Linked DNA regions of Mus musculus: regions 2, 3, 4, 5, 6 and 7 are each linked to region 1. A link is a contact called in public HiCAR-type, HiChIP or PLAC-seq and promoter capture Hi-C data. All regions are on one chromosome and are shown on one strand. Each heading gives the region's core, a stretch centred on a gene start, on an enhancer-like site or on the middle of the called end of the contact. The rest is flanking DNA. Distances are from core to core; before and after follow the strand shown.

Evidence for each region. Promoter capture Hi-C pulls out the DNA fragments that hold promoters and counts their contacts. HiCAR-type assays count read pairs that join an accessible place to other places. HiChIP or PLAC-seq counts read pairs in DNA pulled down with a chosen protein or histone mark.
Region 2: a contact with region 1 is called in an H3K4me3 HiChIP or PLAC-seq map of embryonic forebrain, with 4 times the contacts expected there. The contact joins the promoter of Tmem30b here to the promoter of Rhoj in region 1. A contact is called at or near these places in 1 of 39 promoter capture datasets (hippocampal neurons) and 1 of 115 datasets of contacts at active chromatin or transcription factors (embryonic forebrain).
Region 3: a HiCAR-type map of astrocytes shows a contact between it and region 1, with 5 times the contacts expected there. The contact joins the promoter of Prkch here to the promoter of Rhoj in region 1. A contact is called at or near these places in 4 of 39 promoter capture datasets (embryonic stem cells, liver and stem cell-derived epiblast-like cells) and 1 of 115 datasets of contacts at active chromatin or transcription factors (astrocytes).
Region 4: a promoter capture Hi-C map of hippocampal neurons shows a contact between it and region 1, with 5 times the contacts expected there. The contact joins the enhancer-like site here to the promoter of Rhoj in region 1. A contact is called at or near these places in 5 of 39 promoter capture datasets (cranial neural crest, hippocampal neurons, maxillary cranial neural crest and 2 more) and 2 of 115 datasets of contacts at active chromatin or transcription factors (acute myeloid leukemia and astrocytes).
Region 5: a contact with region 1 is called in a HiCAR-type map of astrocytes, with 4 times the contacts expected there. The contact joins the promoter of Hif1a here to the promoter of Rhoj in region 1. A contact is called at or near these places in 2 of 39 promoter capture datasets (embryonic stem cells and hippocampal neurons) and 1 of 115 datasets of contacts at active chromatin or transcription factors (astrocytes).
Region 6: a contact with region 1 is called in a promoter capture Hi-C map of hematopoietic stem and progenitor cells. The contact joins the promoter of Snapc1 here to the promoter of Rhoj in region 1. A contact is called at or near these places in 8 of 39 promoter capture datasets (cranial neural crest, embryonic stem cells, hematopoietic stem and progenitor cells and 4 more), 3 of 115 datasets of contacts at active chromatin or transcription factors (astrocytes, bone marrow-derived macrophages and embryonic forebrain) and 1 of 9 other capture datasets (embryonic stem cells).
Region 7: a HiCAR-type map of astrocytes shows a contact between it and region 1, with 4 times the contacts expected there. The contact joins the enhancer-like site here to the promoter of Rhoj in region 1. A contact is called at or near these places in 4 of 39 promoter capture datasets (embryonic stem cells, liver and stem cell-derived epiblast-like cells) and 2 of 115 datasets of contacts at active chromatin or transcription factors (astrocytes and stem cell-derived neural progenitor cells).

Annotation. Positions count from the first base shown.
Region 1 is chr12:75,306,936-75,309,753 of GRCm38.p6, reverse strand. Rhoj (ras homolog family member J) reads right to left here and starts at 1,441. Exons shown (of 5, transcript NM_023275.2): 1 at 753-1,441. The coding sequence starts at 930.
Region 2 is chr12:73,544,962-73,547,779 of GRCm38.p6, reverse strand. It overlaps Tmem30b (transmembrane protein 30B), which reads left to right and starts at 1,385. Exons shown (of 1, transcript NM_178715.3): 1 at 1,385-2,818. The coding sequence starts at 1,441. The coding sequence ends at 2,502.
Region 3 is chr12:73,583,391-73,586,208 of GRCm38.p6, reverse strand. It overlaps Prkch (protein kinase C, eta), which reads right to left and starts at 1,413. Exons shown (of 14, transcript NM_008856.4): 1 at 684-1,413. The coding sequence starts at 1,046. It overlaps LOC115488016 (collagen alpha-1(I) chain-like), which reads right to left and starts at 2,531. Exons shown (of 3, transcript XM_030247047.1): 1 at 2,442-2,531; 2 at 1,900-1,998; 3 at 1,074-1,779. The coding sequence starts at 2,531. The coding sequence ends at 1,114.
Region 4 is chr12:73,698,354-73,701,171 of GRCm38.p6, reverse strand. Prkch (protein kinase C, eta) reads right to left here. Exons shown (of 14, transcript NM_008856.4): 7 at 864-991. Among named protein-coding and RNA genes, the nearest start is that of Gm34189, 82 kb to the left of the region's middle. Within about 2 kb of position 1,426, at least 52 of the 459 cell types and tissues checked have an H3K27ac peak or open chromatin away from gene starts, as enhancers often do. A contact at or near this core is called in hippocampal neurons, where this site is marked.
Region 5 is chr12:73,906,379-73,909,196 of GRCm38.p6, reverse strand. Hif1a (hypoxia inducible factor 1, alpha subunit) reads right to left here and starts at 1,330. Exons shown (of 15, transcript NM_010431.2): 1 at 873-1,330. The coding sequence starts at 907.
Region 6 is chr12:73,963,098-73,965,915 of GRCm38.p6, reverse strand. Snapc1 (small nuclear RNA activating complex, polypeptide 1) reads right to left here and starts at 1,419. Exons shown (of 10, transcript NM_178392.5): 1 at 1,170-1,419. The coding sequence starts at 1,354.
Region 7 is chr12:73,981,309-73,984,126 of GRCm38.p6, reverse strand. It overlaps Snapc1 (small nuclear RNA activating complex, polypeptide 1), which reads right to left. Exons shown (of 10, transcript NM_178392.5): 9 at 1,548-1,649; 10 at 1-264. The coding sequence ends at 230. Among named protein-coding and RNA genes, the nearest start is that of Syt16, 15 kb to the left of the region's middle. Within about 2 kb of position 1,381, at least 57 of the 459 cell types and tissues checked have an H3K27ac peak or open chromatin away from gene starts, as enhancers often do. A contact at or near this core is called in astrocytes, where this site is marked.

The DNA of each region.
Region 1 (2,818 bases), core at 192-2,691:
AACAAGGCATGATGCTGACTGACATCACCACAAACCTTCAAACCCTCAAACACTAAAACTCCCCTGAAAGGATTAAGTTGTGACTACAGCATCGGGGTGATCACGGTTTAAAATACTAGATACTCAAATTTGTCTTTTCAGGACATAGTTGAAAACGATTTAATTGCATTTGAATTTTTTACTTTAAAAAACATAGCCATCTTTTACTTAATTTTCCACTTAGTATTTAAAAGCGTGGGACACTTTTCTCCTTATCTACCATCCCAGAAGAGTGAAAGTACAAAATTTAAGCCCCAAGTAATCCAGGAAAAAAAAAAAAGAAGGTTTTATTAGCTGGTTCTATTAGCCGTTTGATCATGACTAGCATGGAGTAGAAAAAGTTTAGAGAGTAGAACACTTTCCATGTGTCTAGCGGTGATTTTTTTAAAATGGAATATTTTGCAATACACTACACTTCAAAAAAAAATAATTACCGTGAAAAGTTGAAGAAAGTTTAGGCAAAAATGTTGAGAAACATTTCTGGAGGATATTTCCCCAGGATTGCACATTTGTTTCAATAGGAGAAGCATGTGAATGGATGTACAGGGTCTCCGCAGGATCCTAGCACCATTCTTGATGGAGTTACCTGGTACCTGCCAGATCCACATCAGTCTGTGACTTTCTGGCGAAAGCCAGGTCCCTCTGAACGCTAGGTAGCTGTGCCCAGAACCCCACCGCTCATCTAGACGGAGTTGGTCCCCACGCTTTCCTACCTGCGTAGTGGTCAAACACAGTGGGCACGTATTCCTCTGGGAAGGCGTCGTTGGCGTAGCTCATCAGCAAGCAGGTCTTCCCCACCGCGCCGTCCCCGACCACCACGCACTTCAGGATCCTGTTCTCCTCATGTCCATTGCAGCCGCAGCTGCTGTCGGTCCTCTCTCTGCAGCTCATGTTGGCGGCTCCCGCAGCAGCTGCTGGGGCTTCTGCAGTGCATGGAGCGGTGGCACCGGCCCCAGGCTGGAGCTCAGGCGGCCTGACTCTGGCTGGCCGGGCTCTCCCAGGCACAGCCCAGACACACTCGAGCCCCGCAGCTCACCATGCTGGAGAAGGAAGGCACTCTTGGGAGGAGGGATGAAAAGGGTCTGTCCCTTTCTCCCAATCCCAACGGAGAAGTGGAGTTGGGGGTAGAGCTGGAGTTAAGAAACTCTCATGTCCATAGACTTCCCGGGACTTCCTGGCAGTCTAGAAATATCAGCAGCCCGTGAGAATCTCACTCTACCCTCCCCATCCCCAGCCTGGCTAATGACACGGTGGGATTTGGATAACTCCTGCCCGGTTTTCCACCACACAACTAATATGGAGGAGAGAAGGGCTTTTAAACGGAGTTTCCCCCCCCTCGCTTCCTCCAGCTTGCCGAGTGTCAGGAAATCGTGGGTTTCCTGCTGCATTCCATATTAGGATCAGTGGGCCGGGGAAGGCGGCAACAATGGGGCTCTGTGCGTGTGTTTGGACTTCTGGGGAACCAGGCCAGGACACGGAGAGGGGAAAACACTAGGGGTCCTGCAGCCAGCTTAAGCTGTCAAACTTCCTGCTTTATCCCCTGCTAGCTAGCCAGGCTGCTGGCTTGTGGCTGGGAAGAAGCCAAAGAAGAAAGGATGGAACCCGGGGAGCAGTGTCTGCCGCGGAAACTAGGGAGAGGACTGAGTTTGAGAGCTTGAGGGAGCTGAGAGGACCTCATAGGGATTGCAGGCTAACATATGACGTCATCCTCCCTCCCTGACTCACCAGTTCAAATCGACAGTTTTTTTTTCCCTTAAACGAGAATCTCAAGCAATTCTTTTCCGCAACAAGGAAGGAAATCTTCCAGAGTCACACGATTTTGAAGAGGGGGGAACGTTGTGCAGGTTGTAGGTATATTATGAGTGACCAAGTTTACAAGTCTGTGTTTGAGCACAATGCTCAAATATACATTTCAGACTCCCCAAAACAACCCCAATGATTTTTTTTTAAACAGAGGAAATCAATCAGATATTGGGCTCAATCAGATATGCTGAGCTCAGGACTCACACTTTTGGAAGTGAGAGAGAGAGGCACATAGTGTGGCCTTTTGGCTTGGTTAGAGTCTCTAATGCTGTGTATGCATAGAGGCTTCTCCTTTTCTTCGAATCATCTCCCCCTGGGTAGGCCCAGCTCTCCTCAATGACACAGGCGCATAGCAGCCAGTTTGGTGCCTGAGAACGAAGCCCCATTTGATAATGGACAACGTGAACCTACAAATGATTTTGACGAATGGGTTAAAGTAAAAAAAACCCTTTGCTTTCCTATGAGATTTTGAAGATTGCAGATTATCTAAGGGCTTTGAGCGGTTTCACTGTGGCCGGGACGGGGAAAAGTCAGCTTTAGTGACTGTCAGTAACTTAGGTACCTACAACTCATGTGCATGCTGTCAAGGTACAGAGTCCACACCTCTTCTGTTTTGAATAGAGTAAAACTTGCCATGATGCTTGGTGCCCCAACATTTCTTTCCTATGAAAGAAAAACATTTCAATTAGGTATAGAGTGTATCAGGGATGTTATGTTACCATAACAATAATCCCCAAAGTTCAGAATTCGAAATAACTTTCTCTTTCTTCCTTCCTTCCTTCCTTCCTTCCTTCCTTCCTTCCTTCCTTCCTTCCTTCCTTTCGTTCTTTCTTTCTTTCTTTCTCTCTCTCTCTCTCTCTCTCTTTCTTTCTTCTTCTTCCTCCTCCTTTTCCTCTTCCCTCTTCTTTTCCTCCTTCCTTCCTTTCCTCCTCCTTTTTCTCCTCCCCTTCTCCTCCCCTCCTTCTCCTCTGCACCC
Region 2 (2,818 bases), core at 136-2,635, 1.8 Mb after region 1:
CCATGTGGTTCCTTCTTCTCAGATAACTCTAGTACAAACAAACAAACAAATAACAGCCGGAGAGTGCCTTATTAGACTACTAAGATTCCAGTTTGGCCTAATTGCCATTTCTTCTACATTGTTCGGCACAGGGCTGAAGACTTGGAAGACAACATTAAAAATATTTCCAACAGCTCTTAGTTTTCCAAGTCTCTTTGGATTTGGATAAACGGGTATGCACGAATAACAGAGAAAGCACTTAAGCTATTCACACTGTATGAGCTGCAGGAGTGTACTTCTGTACCTAAGGAAGATTCCATGCATAGCCCCCTGTGCCCTTGTGTATTCTAACCAACCCCGAGACAAACAAAAACAACAAACAAACCAGCCCCAAGGCCCAGGCTGGTTGGAGTTTTCATACAGCCTATACATCCTTCTAGTTCAACTAGGACCAAACACGCAAATGTCCTTGGCTGTGGATATCAGCGAGGCCCTCCAGGGCCTTGGGTCGGGCCTTTCTCTAATCAAGAAGATCTGAAAAGAACATCACATTCAGGCCACAGCATTTTTTTTTCTCATTGGTGGTTCCTCCCACCAGCTAGAGAAGACATTCAAAGGCTGCAAACTCTCCCAGTCATTGATTCTTAATAAATCATTTTATTTTTACAGAACTTTTCACCTTTTGTAGTTATTAAACCAGACTGGAGCATTTGGCTAGGAACTAATCCCCCCCTTACATAAAAAGGGGAGAATAAGAACTCCACGTTGAAATTGATACAGCTACCACAATGTAACTCCCAGGGCACTGTATTTTGTGCTTGAAAACTAAGTGAAACCCTACTTAAGACTCACCCTTTTCCTTAAATAACGAGGATTAACAGCCTTAACGAGGTAATAAATAATCAAGCCAACAGAACCCCACCCTGGAGCAAGCTCTGGGGTGGAACTTTCTTGTTTAAGTCAGGCTTGTGATCTGGGGAAAGTTGCTCGGGCCCTGTGGAAGGAGACAGGAACCTGACCAAAGAGATGACCCACTCTGAGCCCATCACTTGCCCACGGAGGAGCGGGAGAGCTGGGAGGAGGAGGGGAGGAGAAGTGGGAGGAGGGAGAGAAGGAGGAATAGAGAGGAGGAGGAGTCAGACAGGGAGGATCGAAGGGCCAGAGCCTGGTGTGGTGAGGAGCCTCGCCCTGCTCACCTGGGAAGGGCGCCATGCAGGGGCGGAGCCAGTCCCAGGTCACCTGGGCGGTGGCGGAACTGAGCAGTCCCGGGGCAGAGGCAGCGCGCCCCGCAATCGGCCTCACCTGCGTGGGGGGCGGGGCTGGCGCACCTGCGCGGGCGGGCGGGCTGGGGGCGGGGCCGGGGAGCAGCCGTCGAGCTGAGCAGGCGAGCGGAGGCGGGAGGCTCGCCGCTGATCCTGGGTTGAGAGTCGGCGGCCGCAGGCCCCGGCTGAGATCCCCGCCATGACCTGGAGCGCCACGGCGCGGGGCGCGCACCAGCCCGACAACACCGCCTTCACTCAGCAGCGCCTCCCCGCCTGGCAGCCGCTGCTGTCGGCGGGCATCGCGCTGCCGCTCTTCTTCTGCGCCGGCCTGGCGTTCATCGGCCTGGGCCTGGGCCTCTTCTACTCCTCCAACGGCATCAAGGAGCTGGAGTACGACTACACCGGCAACCCCGGCACCGGCGATTGCTCGGTGTGCGCCGCCAAGGGCCAGGGCCGCGCTCCGCCGCCCGGCTGCGCTTGCTCCTGGAGCTTTACGCTGCCCGAGCTCTTCCCGGGCCCCGTGTACCTCTACTACGAGCTGTCCAACTTCTACCAGAACAACCGGCGCTACGGCGTGTCCCGCGACGACGCGCAGCTCAGCGGCCTGGCCAGCGCGCTGCGCCACCCGGCCAACGAGTGCGCCCCCTACCAGTTCCGCTCCGACGGTCTGCCTATCGCACCGTGCGGCGCCATCGCCAACAGCCTCTTCAACGACTCCTTCTCGCTCTGGCACCAGCGCCAGCCCTCGGACCCCTTCGTCGAGGTGCCGCTCGATCGCACCGCCATCGCCTGGTGGACCGACTACCACGTCAAGTTCCGCAACCCGCCGCTGGTGAACGGCAGCCTGGCGCTGGCCTTCCGCGGCACGGCGCCGCCGCCCAACTGGCACCGGCCGGTTTATGAGCTCAGCCCGGATCCCAACAACACCGGCTTCATCAACCAGGACTTCGTGGTGTGGATGCGCACCGCGGCGCTGCCCACGTTCCGCAAGCTCTATGCGCGCATCCGCCAGGGCAACTACTCCGCCGGTCTGCCCCGGGGCACCTACCGTGTCAACATCACCTACAACTACCCGGTGCGCGCCTTCGGCGGCCACAAGCTCATCATTCTTAGCAACATCTCTTGGATGGGTGGCAAGAACCCTTTCCTGGGCATCGCCTACCTGGTCGTTGGCTCCCTCTGCATCGTCATGGGCTTTGTCATGCTGGTCGTCTACATTCGCTACCAGGACCAGGACGACGACGACAACGATGATGAGTGATCCTGCTTCCCAAGAAACCCTGCCTGCTTCTTGGCCAAGCCGCTTTTAGCGGTGGCCTTTGTTCCTAACACAACTTCAGGCCCACAGATCTGTTGTGGAAGATGGGCCTGGTGAAGGGAATTACCCGCCACGGGACTGTTCTCAGGTTCTGGACTGCAGAGTGACACATCTTGCCATTTTCCCCATCTTCTCCATGGCTTACCGACTTGACACGCCAGGTCCTTAAGATTCCTGGATTGGAACTCATTAAGACCAACAGCCAGGATCCCGATTTTGAGCCTAAACTTTTGTTCCTTCCTCTAGGCACACCTCCCTC
Region 3 (2,818 bases), core at 164-2,663, 1.7 Mb after region 1:
AGAGGAATAGTTTGGAAGCACCCATACACCCAGGCTGACTGAACTTAAGAGCAAACAGAGAAGTTTTAAACCTCTCACCCCACCACTCCCGCCTCCACCCTCGCCCCCAATCCCCAAGGGAAAAGCTAAACAAAACTCTGCCAGGGTGCAAAGCCATGCACTCACTCTGATCCCTGCCAGTGTAGCTTTTGTACCTCTGGGATGTAATGGATGTGCATGCTGAAACACGTGTGCACGTCTGTGTGGCTGAACCAACATGCATCCATAAACACTATGAATAATACTCGCGAGAATGTATGGCTTTCTCCTAAGAAGTGTTTGAAGCACTTGATTCAAACCATATCCCTTTCATATCGCCCTTTCTCTGCTTTTCTTTATATGAGAGTTGTGATTCCCAAACCCCCTACCCCGGGAGGAGGGGGATGGAACTCTGTATCACTATTGGGCTTCCCCTAAGTGCAAAGTCCAGGTCCACAAAGAGGACGGATTCCCAGAGTCCCACCTGCGCCCGCATACACCCACGGCTGTCGCGTCAACAGTGCAGGCCACCTGGGAAAGGACCGAAGTCTAGAGGGAATTCCTTCCCCTGCAGGGCGATGAGGGAGCGGGACTCTGACGAGTTTCGAAAATTAAAAGGAGGGAAGGTCCAGCAGACATGGAGGAGTGAGGCGATCGCTACTTACCCAGCCCTCGAAGGTGTCCGAGGTACCAGCCGTGCGCAACAGCTCCTGGAACTGCAGCGTGCAGTTGGCCACAAAGTGGTCATAACCCAGGGGCGTCTCGTGGAAGACGGCTAGCTCCAGGTGGCCGCCGTCGGTGACATTGGCGCAGAACTCCTCGTTGTAGGTGGGTTTGTTGGTCTTCTGCTTTGTGCTGGTCTGGCCCACGCGTACCTGGTCTACGCTCACCGTCAGGTAGGGGTCCAGCAGCTGGTGGCCCTTTTTGAAGAGCGAGTGCCGCAGGGACCAGCGGGTGGGCTGCAGCCCTACAGCCTCTCCGATGCGGACCCTCAGATAGCCATTGAACTTCATCGTGCCGGACGACATGCCGGCGCTGCTGCCGGAGCCCCGAGGGGGCCGCGCTGGCTGGCACTGGGGAACCCGGAGCCCGGGCTCAGGGCAGTCCTCTCCGCTGCCACGGGCGTGGAGGCAGCTCTGGGAAGAAGCAGCGCCCGAGCCCCCTGCGACCGGCCATTCCGCCTCCTCGGAGGGATCTTCCCCTCCCCTCCTTCCCTCCCGCCCTTTCTCCTGAGGTGGAAAGGAGGGGAGCCGGGCTCCGAGCCCTCGGCGGGCTGCTGGGCTCCCGATCGTCCTTCTGGAGCGCGCGGGGCTCGCCCCTTCTCCGGGGCCGGCCAGATAGTCTCCCCGGAGAGCAGGAGCGACCCGTCCGGCTAGCTCCAGCTTTGGCGTCTCTGCCCCCGCCTCCGCCCGTTCCTCCTGCCCCCGCCTCCGCGGGCTCACGCTCTCCCCCACTCGGTGAGCTGAGAACCAGGAAGCAGCAGCAGCAGCAGCAACCGCAGCCGCATCCCGGCCAGAGCCGCGCGCCGCCGGGCTCCAAGTTCTCAGAAGCCCGGTGCGGGCTGCCACGCCTTCCGGACCCCGGGGGCGTGGCGCACCGCGGGCAGCACCGCCTTGAGGGGTGGGTGCCGGGGTTACGCGGTGAAGGGGGCCCGCACTCCCCACTCACCCCAGGGGCGGTTCCCGCCCTGAGTGCTCGCGGATCCCTGCTCCCGGTGGCCGGGTTGGCGGTGCGTTTCGGGCTGGAGGCTGCCCTAAGGGGCTGGACAAAAAGAAAGGATTCCAGGCCCACCGCCAGCAAACACCTGAGGCGTGGGAGACAGCCGGGGAGAGAATTGGCAGGACGGGTGGATGCGGAAAATCAGCAGCAGGGAGTTCCTACCTCCCACCCTAAGTAGTGGCCTGGAGACCCTGCCGGAGGGTGACAGAGCCCTAGCCAGAGGCGGGTGTTCTGTGGGGAAGGGGAGGTCCCTTTCCTAATCTTTACCGGAATGGGTCATCCCAGGTTCAGCTTAGACTCATCCTGTTTATGTGCCTTTTCGGCAGAGAGTAATTAGTTGTTTTGTTTGCGTATTTTTTTAATAGGGCAATGGTAATGATGGAAATCCTGTACTCCTTCCTGGGAGAGGTGTGTCACTGCACAAAGAGCAGGAAAGATTGGTTCTGCTGGAGACTGACAAGGCCAAGATGTAATAAGTCCCTTCCTCCGCAAGAGGCGGTTTGCTGGTCCACCTAGTCCTGCATTATAAGGGCAGCAAAGTGTTCACATGCGCCACCCTGACACACAGTGGCTTTCAGCTGCCTCTTCTAGGAACAAACACTCTAGGTTGTTATTGTCAGAGTGGGCAGACCCTAAGTTTACCCATCTCGTGACTTCTACAGGTTTTGTCTCCTAGGAACACCTTTTGGTCTAATCCATTCTACCATAAAGCTTGCTCCCTGAGGGCCAGCCGCAACCAATATGTCTCCTATAAAGTCCAGGCCATTCTTAAGACGCTTAAGGACGCTCACCATACTCGTTCTTACTGAACAGGCTGGTTGGTCGTCTGTCCCCTTTCTAGCACATGGTTTGGCTTGCTGAGAAGGTTCTGGGCAGTTTCTCATTAGGGAGTTGAGACCTCACCAGTAACAGCTTCACACTATAGGATGAGATGGAGAACAATGGGCTGGCCGGATGGGCCTCTCTTGGAAATACCAAGGCTTCCTGAAAGAGTGGGGCAAGGAAGTAGAGGGTCACTTCAGTTCAGGCAGAGCTCTCCAAAGTGTGCTAGCAACCCGTTTGTAGAGGTAGAGTCGGCTGG
Region 4 (2,818 bases), core at 177-2,676, 1.6 Mb after region 1:
CTAAAACCTCAAAGCTAGAGTCCCCTAATCTTTTTTTTAACCCACTTTTCTCTTTGATTACTTATAATTCTATCTTTTTAATGATGTGCTGTCAGCAGGTAGATGTTTCCCCCAGTATTGAATACCATAACACTAAAGACACTTGATGTTACAGAGAAGGAGGCACTGCCCATTCTGGGACTGTCACATAGCCTGGCTCCAGATCTCACAGCCATCCAGACATGGCTGCTTCCCAGCCTCCAACCAAGGATGTGGGCCAGAAAGACAACACTAAGAACTAGGAAGCAGCAGCTAAGGCTCTGATGGACAGCATCAGCTGGATGTCACTTGGGGAGGTTGCAGGACAAAACACAGCCAGGGCAAGAAAACCACTCCACCCATTCCCAAGCGTCCCGAGGAAGGAGCTGTCTGCTGCAGAAAGCAGGAGATGAACTCACAACCCTGGACACGTGCTGCAGTCTAGGGAAGTGGAGAACCCCAGGCACTGGCACCTTCAACCCCATTTAGAGATAAGGAAGCAGAGGCCGGTGGCTTCTGACCAGCTGTCCCGATTGGACACCAGCCAGGGGCGTACCCTAGGCATCTGGATTCTGAGATTCTTGCCAGACCAGATTGATAGGAAGCTGATTTTAAGGGGAGGTGGGGGGTGAGTCCGTTCTCTTGCTTCATGATATACATGCATGCTCACTGTTTTGAGCCCTAACTGTGTAGACTCTAGTTGGGGAGATAAAATGCCTTTTTTAAAGCACAGCAGACTTGTTCACTGGATTTGCTGAGATTATGTCCCCCTAGACTCTCATTTGAGCTCATTGCACCGGAATAACTTGCAACCTACAATACACAGCCAGAGGCAAAGGGCTCACCGAGGTTGGAGAAATATTTCCGGGTTGGAGACCCATCCCTGCCAGGGTCTTGGCAAGCTCCACGGCATTCACCCCGCAGTTTGGGGCCACGTTCGCCTGACACCGAATATGTACATTCATCTTACATACTGGAGGGAAGAGAAGAGAATCCAGGTTCACAAACGTGCTTGCAGGGAACATCGGTAGCCTAACGACTGTGACAGAAGAACGATACGGGCAGCTGGCAGTGTGATCTCACAAGATTAAACTCGCATTTAGAACAAGTCCTGGCATTTTCCCTGCTTCTGATTAGTGCAGAGGCAGAAATGCTAGAGCATGAAAGAATAGCAGGCTTCGAATAATAGATTTTGACTCTCTTCACCGTGGCTCGAGAGGATAGACTCATCTAAATCACACGTAACAGTTGCCTTGGCAGCAAGACACGATACAGAGATGAAGATGCTCATCACAGAGACCATCACGGGGCGGTTAGATAACAAAGGATCATGCTAACTGACTGCACTCCCTCTTGCCATTAAATAAAGGCAGCAGTCTCCAGGCTGCAGCTTGGTCACTGTTCAAACAAGGTGGAAATGGGTTTCTGAAGGGTTTATGCACCTTCTTTCCGGGTACTGCTGTGGTTGGGTGGTACTCCTAGCCCACAAAGAACATCCGGTAGGGCTGTGGTTCTAACTGTTTTATAGGGAAGAAAAAAAATAGCAAACTTTGAAGTGTTTGAAGGTCAGGGTTAATGACATTTGGAGAAGGGAGCAAAGCAAGCTACATTTCTTGTTATCTGTGAAGCTCCCGGGACAATGACAGCTCCCAGGTTTAATCGGCAGACATAAATTACTATCATGTTTCTTGAAGTGGGTCCTGCTGACAGAAGGCCCGGCTGAAGCCTTGTGCAATAAATGTCTCTTCGATGGAGCCACTCCGTCTTTGGAGACACAGAACAACCTAGACGTTATGGGGATTGCGTTTGTCCTTTGGGAAGCTTTCTTTATGAAAACGGACACCGCGTGAAGCAGAGAGAGGCCCTGATGCTTAAGCTCCATTAGCTTCATGGGAAATCGACTGGTATAGAGAGATGCAAACGACAAAGGCCTTTTAGAAAAGCCCTGTGGCAATAAAACCAAAAGTTGAAGGAGTCAAGTCACTGCAGGTCTGCTGCTCTGGGGCACCCGGGAACAGAGGGCTACAGGTGATCCCTATGTGTGGATCTGTACCCTAGCCGGAAATACAGGAAAACGGAAGTGGCTCACTCCCCGTGAGAGCCTGAGACCAGTAGCAAGCAACACCTCAGGCAAAGCTGCTGCTTCACTTAAGCTTGCTGCTGCTTCAGGTGAATGAAAAACGGTGCCACAGGGCCAGAGAGATGGGCTGTTTGTGCTGGTTTTCTTCTTACCCCAGGCTGCTCTGGGCCTCACTATGTAGATCGACCCTTGGTGCTGGAATTAGAGGCATGAGTTACTACGCCTTGCTAGAATTTGGTCCCTTTTGCTGACAGACAGTTTGACTGTCCCAGACAGCCAACGAAAGTTGTCATCCTAGTGTGTGTCTCATAAGGCTTCAGGTGCACCCCAGATAATCACATACTCATGGAAAATGACTCCGGGCCAATAGCTCCACAACCCCTAACAAAACAGGTGCTGGCCTTTACCCCACTCAGAGCCTTTGAAAAGGCAAGAGCTCCAAACAGCACCGTGTGCAGTTGGTGAGGTGCCAGCCACCATCAAAGCTTCAGCTCTCGCTCTTTGCCCTACCAGCTTCTTCAGTCACACCACAGGACTCTTGCAGACAACCCACGCAGCTCCTGCTAATGTGACAGCTCAACTGCTCCCTACTTCTGATGAGAGCCAGTTCTCACTTAGAACCCAAACCTTCTCTTCTGGTCATTCAGCTATACCTCCTCCCACCTGTGCTCTCTCTCTCTCTTTCTCTCTCTCTCTCTCTCTCTCTCTCTCTCTCTCTCT
Region 5 (2,818 bases), core at 81-2,580, 1.4 Mb after region 1:
CTCAATTCTAAAATGTTCTCCTTAGACTCAAACCACAAGATGTTTCATAAACTTACACTGAATTCTCATGGAAGATTTCACACTTCAGATGTATGGTTTTTGGAAACAATTCTTTTCAGGTGTTCCAATAAATTTTCAGTATTTTAACCGACGGCTTTCATCATATATAGCCCCCACTCCATGAAATTACCGGCCTAAATTTAACCAAAACTATCCGTAAGTTATTTTCAGGAGTGAACGAGGCAGCCACATATTGATACATAACGTCTGGGCTCTCCTGACAGGTGATGCAAACACAAGTTTGTAGAAATTGGAAGTTGTTTACAATGATGCCATTTTCCTAAATTCCCGTTACTCTGATGGAGGCAAGTTTTTCCAGATTACAACCAAACCCGCACGTGCAAACTAGAAAGTTAGCGTCTTCGGGCCCCCAGAAGAAACTCCCTAACCTACAAAGGCAACGGCGGCCGCGGCGCAGCGAGGCGGCTCGGGGGAGCCCCGGGTCGGCCTCGGAGGGCCTCGACCCCAGGAAGCTGGCAGCGCGCACAGGGTCCGCCCGGGGCCCGCTGCTCGCGGCTAACGCGGAGGACGGGGAGGGAAGGCGCGGGAGCTAGAGGCGTACTCGGCCCTGGCCGGCTCGGCCGGATGGGCGCGCGGGGCAGGCTGGGCTGCGACGGCGCGGGGCGGGTGTCCGGGGCGGAGACCCCAGCCCCGCCGAGCGCAGGGCCCGCGACTCCCACCCCCAGCGCCAAGATGGCGACGTGGACCGCGGGGGAGCCCGGCGCGTGAGGCTGGGGGGGACGGAAGGGGAGCGGAGACAAAAAAAAAAAAAAAAAAAAAGCCAGTCCACGGAACGCGGCGGCCCGGCTTACTTTTTCTTCTCGTTCTCGCCGCCGGCGCCCTCCATGGCGAATCGGTGCCCGCGTTGTCTTCCCGGCCGGCGGCCCCCGGGCTCGCTCGGGCCTAAACGCCGGCTCTGTCCGCGCGCGCGGAGAAAGAGACAAGTCCAGAGGCGGGGTGGGAGGCGGGACGCCCCCCGGGACGGCGAGGCGGGAGCTGCAGGCTGCGCTCGCTGAGCTCCGGCTCGGGTTCCTAGGCGCTCCTCCGGCTAGCTTGTCAAGGCCTGGCTAGACACTGCCCGCGACGGCGGCGAGGACAGTCCTCGCGTCCCCTCAGCCGAGGAGGCTCTGTGCACTGAGGCGCTGAAGCAGCGGCAGGGGGCGGGCAAGGGCGGAGGCGCGCTCGGGCGCGCGGCGAGGGGAGGGAAAAGCCGAGGGGTGCGCGCGCCCGCTCAGCACCCAACGCGCGCGCCCGCGGGCCCGCCTCACCTGAGCGGAGGCGGGTTCCCGGAGAGCCAATGGTGAAGGACGCAGGCGGCCAGGCCCCACCCCAGCCCACGTTGCTCTCAGCCAATCAGGAGGAGGTCAGCTGAGCCCCAGCTGGGACGAGCTGCCCCGCTCACGTGCTTGTCTGTGTGCAGCTAGGGAGGGAAGAAAAAGGGGCGAGCGACGGGTGCGGCTGAGCCCAGGTCTGGGGGTGGGGGGGTCTCTGCACCTTCAATGGAAAGCTGCGTCTGGCTTTGGGAGGCGCTGCTGGAGCGAGTGGGCTGCCAAGCTTGGGTCCGAGCCTGGCTCGCACCGCCCCGGCTCTCTATAGAGTTCTCTGAGGCTCGCTTACTCCTTAGCTGCGTGGCTGGACCCGGTCGCCGCCCATCCCGCCCGAGTTTCCAGTTGAAAAAAAAAAAGCCAACTTTGCGTTCTGGCAGCCAGCCCCCCTGATGTTAGAGTGGGGTCCCTCCTTCCCAGGTGACCGACACCACTCAGTCTCCAGTCTCCGCTCTTTGCTACACAACAAGGGAAGTCTCCAAGTGATTAAGATTTTCTGGGCCAAAGTTTGACTACTGAGCAAATGCAGATAAAAATATAAAACAAATCCGTCTTGCCAAACCTCTCAAGGGGAGGGAAGTTGCAGGGCCATTTAAAAATAAACTATCTTAAGCATTTACAAATAAACAACAGCTTCAATAAGTGAGAGCACAAGCCTGAATTTGACAAGACAGGAAAAGGCATTGAATAGACTTATTTTGCTTTCATGTTGCTTTAAAAACTGACAAAGATCATCTTAAATGGATGCAGAAAAGGTGCAAGAATTGTTTCAGACTGAGTTTAGTTCACTGTTTAGACTGAAAGAAGAACAAGTCCTTCAACCTACAGACCTTGACAGGACTGCTCACCGGCTATGCTGGGAGCTATGGATTAAAGCCATCATTTTTAGTCGGTCTTTGGAAGCATAAATGTTAGGTCTGTGGGTATGGTGTGTGTTTGTTTTAAAAGTATTCCAAGCCCAACAAAGGAACACTTCGTGCCCGTGTGTGTACACACACACACACACACACACACACACACACACACACGTGTTATAGACACAACTGAGTCTGAATCTGGGGTCTCTGAAACTGACCTGACACTAGACTGTTTAGTATCTCTTCTTTGCCTTGTTAGTACATTGTTACAATCTAACTTTGGGTTGTATAATAATGTAGATATCTATGGTACATTTAAATTGCATTCAAATCCAAAAACAATGCCCTCTAGAAATACACATAATGTCCAGGTCTAATAAGACAATAAACAATGCATGAAGCAACTCAATACTCATAAAGATATGATTACAGCTGGAGATTTAGCTCGGTAGTAGAGGAGTGGTCTAGCATGCACAAGGCCCTGGCTTCAAAAAAGAAGTTAGGACTATATAAATAGATTTGAGCACTATTTTTGTTTGAAATCTAGAACATACCTCTGAAAGAGCTACAGGGTAT
Region 6 (2,818 bases), core at 170-2,669, 1.3 Mb after region 1:
TTCATCACCTGTAGTAATTTACACCTTAATTTGTAATAACTGACAATCTACATAATAGTCTAAATCAATAATATAAAAAGTTCTATTTTATTCAACAAAAGATCTATTAAGATTCCATTCAATCATTTACCCTTTTCAAGAATTTATATGGTATGGTAATTAATACAAACACCGTATTCAAACGTGGGCAAGGTGGTGAATGCCTGACCTTAGAAGGAAGAGTCAGGCAGATCTCAAGGCCAGTCTGGTATAACGGCAAGTTTCAGGCCAGCCAAAGCTACACACAATGAGGGCAAGTCTCAAAAACAAGTAAGGAATACCACATTAATCACATGGCTGTTCTCACTAAGTTCAGTCTAAGGGAGAAATCAAAGAGTAGTAATAACTCTGAACATTAATTTCACACGTCGAACCAGCTAATATATTGATTCATTTAATTCCCACACTATCATGATCTAGTTTACAGACAAAAAGGGTTGTCTCAGATCTGGGGGAGGGGGACTGGAGAGCTGTATTCAAATCCTGATGCCCAAGACCCATCATCTCCACTCTTCACCGTTATCCAAGACTGCGTCTCTAATTATGAAATATACTCTAGACGGTGAGATAAGCCCTTCGTGCTGGGGGTAGACAGAACTCGAGCCTCTCACTTAGTCCCGAAGGCCAAAAGAATTCCCTAAAGAACTGTCATTTGGGTTCAAAAATGACTGACGAAGTGGACAAGCAAAAGGAGATGGAAAATTCCCAGGCTAGGAAACGCCAGTGGAGTACCAAAAGCAACTCGAGCCAAGAGAGTGAGTGCAAGGTGTGGGCACTGGAGATGAGGCTGGGGACAGAGGTAAAGGCAGCTACTGGCTTGAATCTAGGCTTTATCCAACTAAAGGCGATACACAGAGATTCAAACCTGCACTTGCAACGTCAGTTGTTGCATGCTAAATGAATTCGTTCGTAGAGGACCCTGTGTCGGTGGGAATACTTTGTTTCTAACCGCGGATTCATTCGGCAATCAAGATTGGAGGAGGTTTGGCCTCGGATGGAGGCGGTGGAGATGCAGAGGGCCGAGCCAGCAGAGTGCAAGGGCGACCCACGGAAACCGCCAAGGCGGAGGTCGGGGATGCAGGCTGCGTTCCCCACAGGAGAGACAGGGTAGGAGGACGAGGCACACCCACCAGAAGATGGTCGCGAACTTCATGCTGCGCCAGAGCTCCGTGAAGTCCTCGAAGCGCACGCTGTCCATCTCTTGGAAGCGGCTGAGCAGCGTCTCGTAGTCAGTCTGCAGGCCCGGAGGGATCCCCACGCCTTCAACAGTTCCAGCGCCCGTGGGACGGGTCCCGGCGCCCGCAGGAGTCCCCATGCTCACTCTCTCCCGGACCCGGCTTCCCCAATGCCCAGAAGGCCCTGTAGCACCGCCCCAGTCACGTCACATCACGTACGCGCACTCCGTGACGTACTATCCGGGACCTCAAGCCCCGCCTTCATCCGGGTCTTACCTGGCGCCTGTGGCGCTTCTTGCGCGTGCGTAAATGCAAGGTGATTTTAGTCTAGGAAGCCGAACTTGGTGTGATACACGCCTTTAATTTCAGTGCTTGAGAGGCAGAGACAGGAGGATTTCTGTGATTTACAAGCCTGTCCGGTGTATGCAGCGAGTTTCAGGTCTACATAGAGAGACCCTCTAAATAAATAAATAAATAAGACCTTCAAATTAGATAAGTAGGTAGATAAAACAATAGTAGTGCCTGCTAACTATTAATCAATAGGACATGAAGACTCGATTTCTCTCTCTCTCTCTCTCTCTCTCTCTCTCTCTCTCTCTCTCTCTCTCTCTCTCTCTCTCTCCCTCCCTCCCTCCCTCCCTCCCTCCCTCCCTCTCTCTCTCTCTCTCTTTCTTTCTTTCTTCTTTTTTTTTTTTTTTCCGAGAAAGGGTTTTCTGTATATCCCTGGCTGTCCTGAAACTCATTCTGTAGATCAGGCTGGCCTAAAACTCAGAAATCCGCCTGCCTCTGCCTCAACTAACAGCCCCCAAAAGGATTTGAGGTCTTCATTGCCTCCTGACTTATGTAAACTACACTTAGCCTGCCAGTCTTCTTTAAAGTGACTCTACAGTAGCAACCACCCTAACCTCCCTCCACGTGGGAAGATGATCTAAAGAGAACTTGTTAGGGAAGGAACTCCCGTGGTTCTTCCTCATTGCCAAGATCCCCTACAGTCTATGCTTACTTGAGTGATTAATTTGTGGCTCTCCAAGTAATATGCAACCACTCTGGGCAGCAGTTGCTGTTTCCTACCGTTGTTGCCTCTGACAATCTAGCACACTGTCTGATATACTGTTTGGCTAAAGTAGCTCTCTAGAAATCCCACTTTTTAGCTTCTCCCAGGGGCTTGTTACGGGTTAGCATTCTGTATTTGAACTGTATTTCTGTTTTGAAGGCACACTAATCTTTAGAAAAGGTATTCTGGGATGTGCTTGTATGGATGCATTTATTTTATTGTTTGTAATGGTTTGTTTGTGTGTGTGTGTGTGTGTGTTTTCATGAACACACCTCCTGGCCCATGTGGAGGCCAGAAGTTGATGTCCAGTGTGTATACATATATTTTAGTTGTAGTGGGTTTTTTGGTTTGTTTTGGGTTTTTTTTTGTTTTTTTGAGACAGGGTTTCTCTGTATAGCCTTGGCTGTCCTGGAACTCACTTTGTAGACCAGGCTGGCCTCGAACTCAGAAATCCGCCTTCCTCTGCCTCCCAAGTGCAGAATTAAAGGCGTTTGCCACCACGCCCAGCTATAGTTGATTTTTAATTTTATGAAAATAGAATTGCAATCTA
Region 7 (2,818 bases), core at 132-2,631, 1.3 Mb after region 1:
TGTAACAAACTACAATGTAATTTGTTAAAATTGCAATATTAACAAAAATGTTAAAATTAATCTTCAGAGTAAACCTTTACTCAACTCTTGGCCTATGGCATGCTCTTCCATCTCACAGAAATGAGCTTGTTCTCAGATCCAGTCTTCACTGGCTACTTCCTGCTTAGAACACATGACACCTTTCTTCTGTTGGAAAGCTCAAAATTTAAAACTCCACCAGCCTCCCGGTTCAGCATTTTCTCTTCCTCTTGGGCGCAGTGAACTCTGTGGATACAAGGTTAAGAACTCCATGGATTAAAATACTGACATCTAAATGAAAGGTTTATATAATAATACACATTTTACCTGCATATATTTAAAACAGACTAACCCAACCAATAATGTCCCACAGCCAAGACCCAAGAAGGAAACAGGTAGATAAATAATGCGCACTCACACACGCACGCACACACACACACACCACGCACACACAGACATTAAAATGCATAATATATATTAAAATGTAAAGATACATATATAATAAAAGCTACAACATGGTTCAGGTTGGGCTAGAACTTGCTATGTGACCCAGTTAGTCCTCACACTTGTAATCCTCCTGTTTCAGCTTCCTGAACGCTAGGATTAAAGGTTTGTTTATTGAGACTTGATCTCAGAGTATAGCGCCCAGGCCGTCCTCAAAGTGGACCTCCTCCAAGTGCTAAAGTTATAGGTGTGTGCCACCACGCCCAGTGACCCAAGTATCTCAATACTTAAGAAAAATTAGACGGAAATGATTGCTAACTTACAATTTAAGAGAAAAAATAAATCATTGCTGACACACATGCGGAATTTCCTCAAATGAAACTGCAGTTGAGAGCCTCTGACCTCCAAAGAGACGACAGGACTCCAGTCTTACTGAGATGCCGATGAGAGGAGACCTCACTCACCCTGAACCCTCCTTCACAATTACTCCGCTTGAATTCCATATGCCTGCCTTCCATACAACTAGCACGACCCCAGGGCAGCAACACTGAACTGTCTAGGCTCGTGCAAAGAGAAAGTGAAGAGTCTGATTCCACGACAGTGAAACCTAGAAACACAACACACACGCAAGTATTCTGATCCTTCTGGCTCTCACAGCTAAATGCAGTAACTATCACACAAATAACCATCATTAAATACAATACACAGAAACACAACCTTAGGAAGACATGATAGAGAAATAGTCCTCATCAATGAAAAGTAGAAAGGAAATGGGGAGAGGGGCGTCAGAAGAAAAAGAAAACAGATTCCTAGAAGAAGAGCATCCAGGACGGAGAGCACAGCCGGGCAGAGGCCTGCAAGCAGCTTCTCGGGCAGGCGGGCGGGCGGTCACACCAGCAGAATTCCTGGCAGGCGTCCACATCCGGATACTGCATCACTGCTTGCAGGCTGTGGAGTGAGTCCATGGTTACCAGGACAACACTGACAAGCTCCAACAGGCCAAAGACGAGGGTCGGAAGAATGAGTCCTGTCCTAGGGAGGAAATAGCCTAAGTCGATGCAGGAGCTAAAAAGATGCACGGGTACCTGCTTTTCTGACGCCACCCATGTCCTCCTCCTCCTCCTCTGTAATAATAGGCATACTCAGGTGTAACGACTTCTCTTCCTTACGTTCATTCGGAGCGTTACCTAGGAATATTTAGACATAGTGAGAAATGACTGTATACAGAAACAAGGAATGCTGATCTTAGATGTTTTAACACTGAAATTATAGCAACGTAATTATGCATTCTAGACTAGAAATCCTTTAAATGTTTATTTTCTAATTAGCTTACCAAGGCTCCACATGACTATCTCAGCCTTAAATGATCCCTCTCTCCATCTGTCTAATCTTTTAAGTTTTAAGATACATGTGTCCCTGGGCGTAGCTGCATACACCTATAACCTCAGCACTCAGAGGACAGCCTGGGCTACCATGAGATCCAGCCTCAATTAATTAATTAATCAATTAATTAATTAAAATAAAATGCAGGCAGGCAGACAATCAGACGGACCAACCACAGCACTCAAGAAGCGGAAGCAAGAAGATTACAAGTCTAAGATCTAACTGGGCCACAAAGCAAGTTCCAGGTTAACCTGAAATATGTTTTGAAACCCTGTACCTACAAAAACAACAACAAAACCCTCCTCTGCTTTGAAAACTATTCTTTTATTGGGCAAAATAGAGAGAATGAGAAGATACAAAAGTTAGGAGAGATGCCTTATTTGATTGTTACTACATAAAACAGGGCGTCTAGAGGGACTTAATCATGTGGGTTATTTCAACTTTATAACTGAAAGTTGAACAGATTTCCATTTTATTATTTTGAATACAAACACCTTTTCTTTAGCTATACAAGACACAAGCTCACATCCTTCTTTAGTACTATCTGCCCGTGAATTTCCATTTTCAAAAACGCTGGAGTTGGGCTGGGATGTAGCTAAGTCAGTAGCGCTAACCTTAACATGCTCAGGTTCTGTGTTCAATACCCAGCACCTATAGTCCCCAGCACTAGTGAGATGGAGGCAGGAGGACTGGAAGTTCAAGGACAGACAGACATTACAGGAATTGAATCTAGTCAGGCAGATTGAGCAAACATCCCCCCACATTAAATCTACAACCTGCCACCCAGACTTGCCCAGCATTTACCCAGCATCCTCCTCCTGTATGCCGAAATGCCCTTCATGCTTGTCTCCTCCCATCAGTCTCTGTGCTCATTTGCATGTCAGGTGCCCTCTAGTGCCTACAGGCGAGGCTGTTATTCACCACTCCTGACTGGGAGACACCAAAGCAGCCCACTGTAGTCTGTTACTCCTAC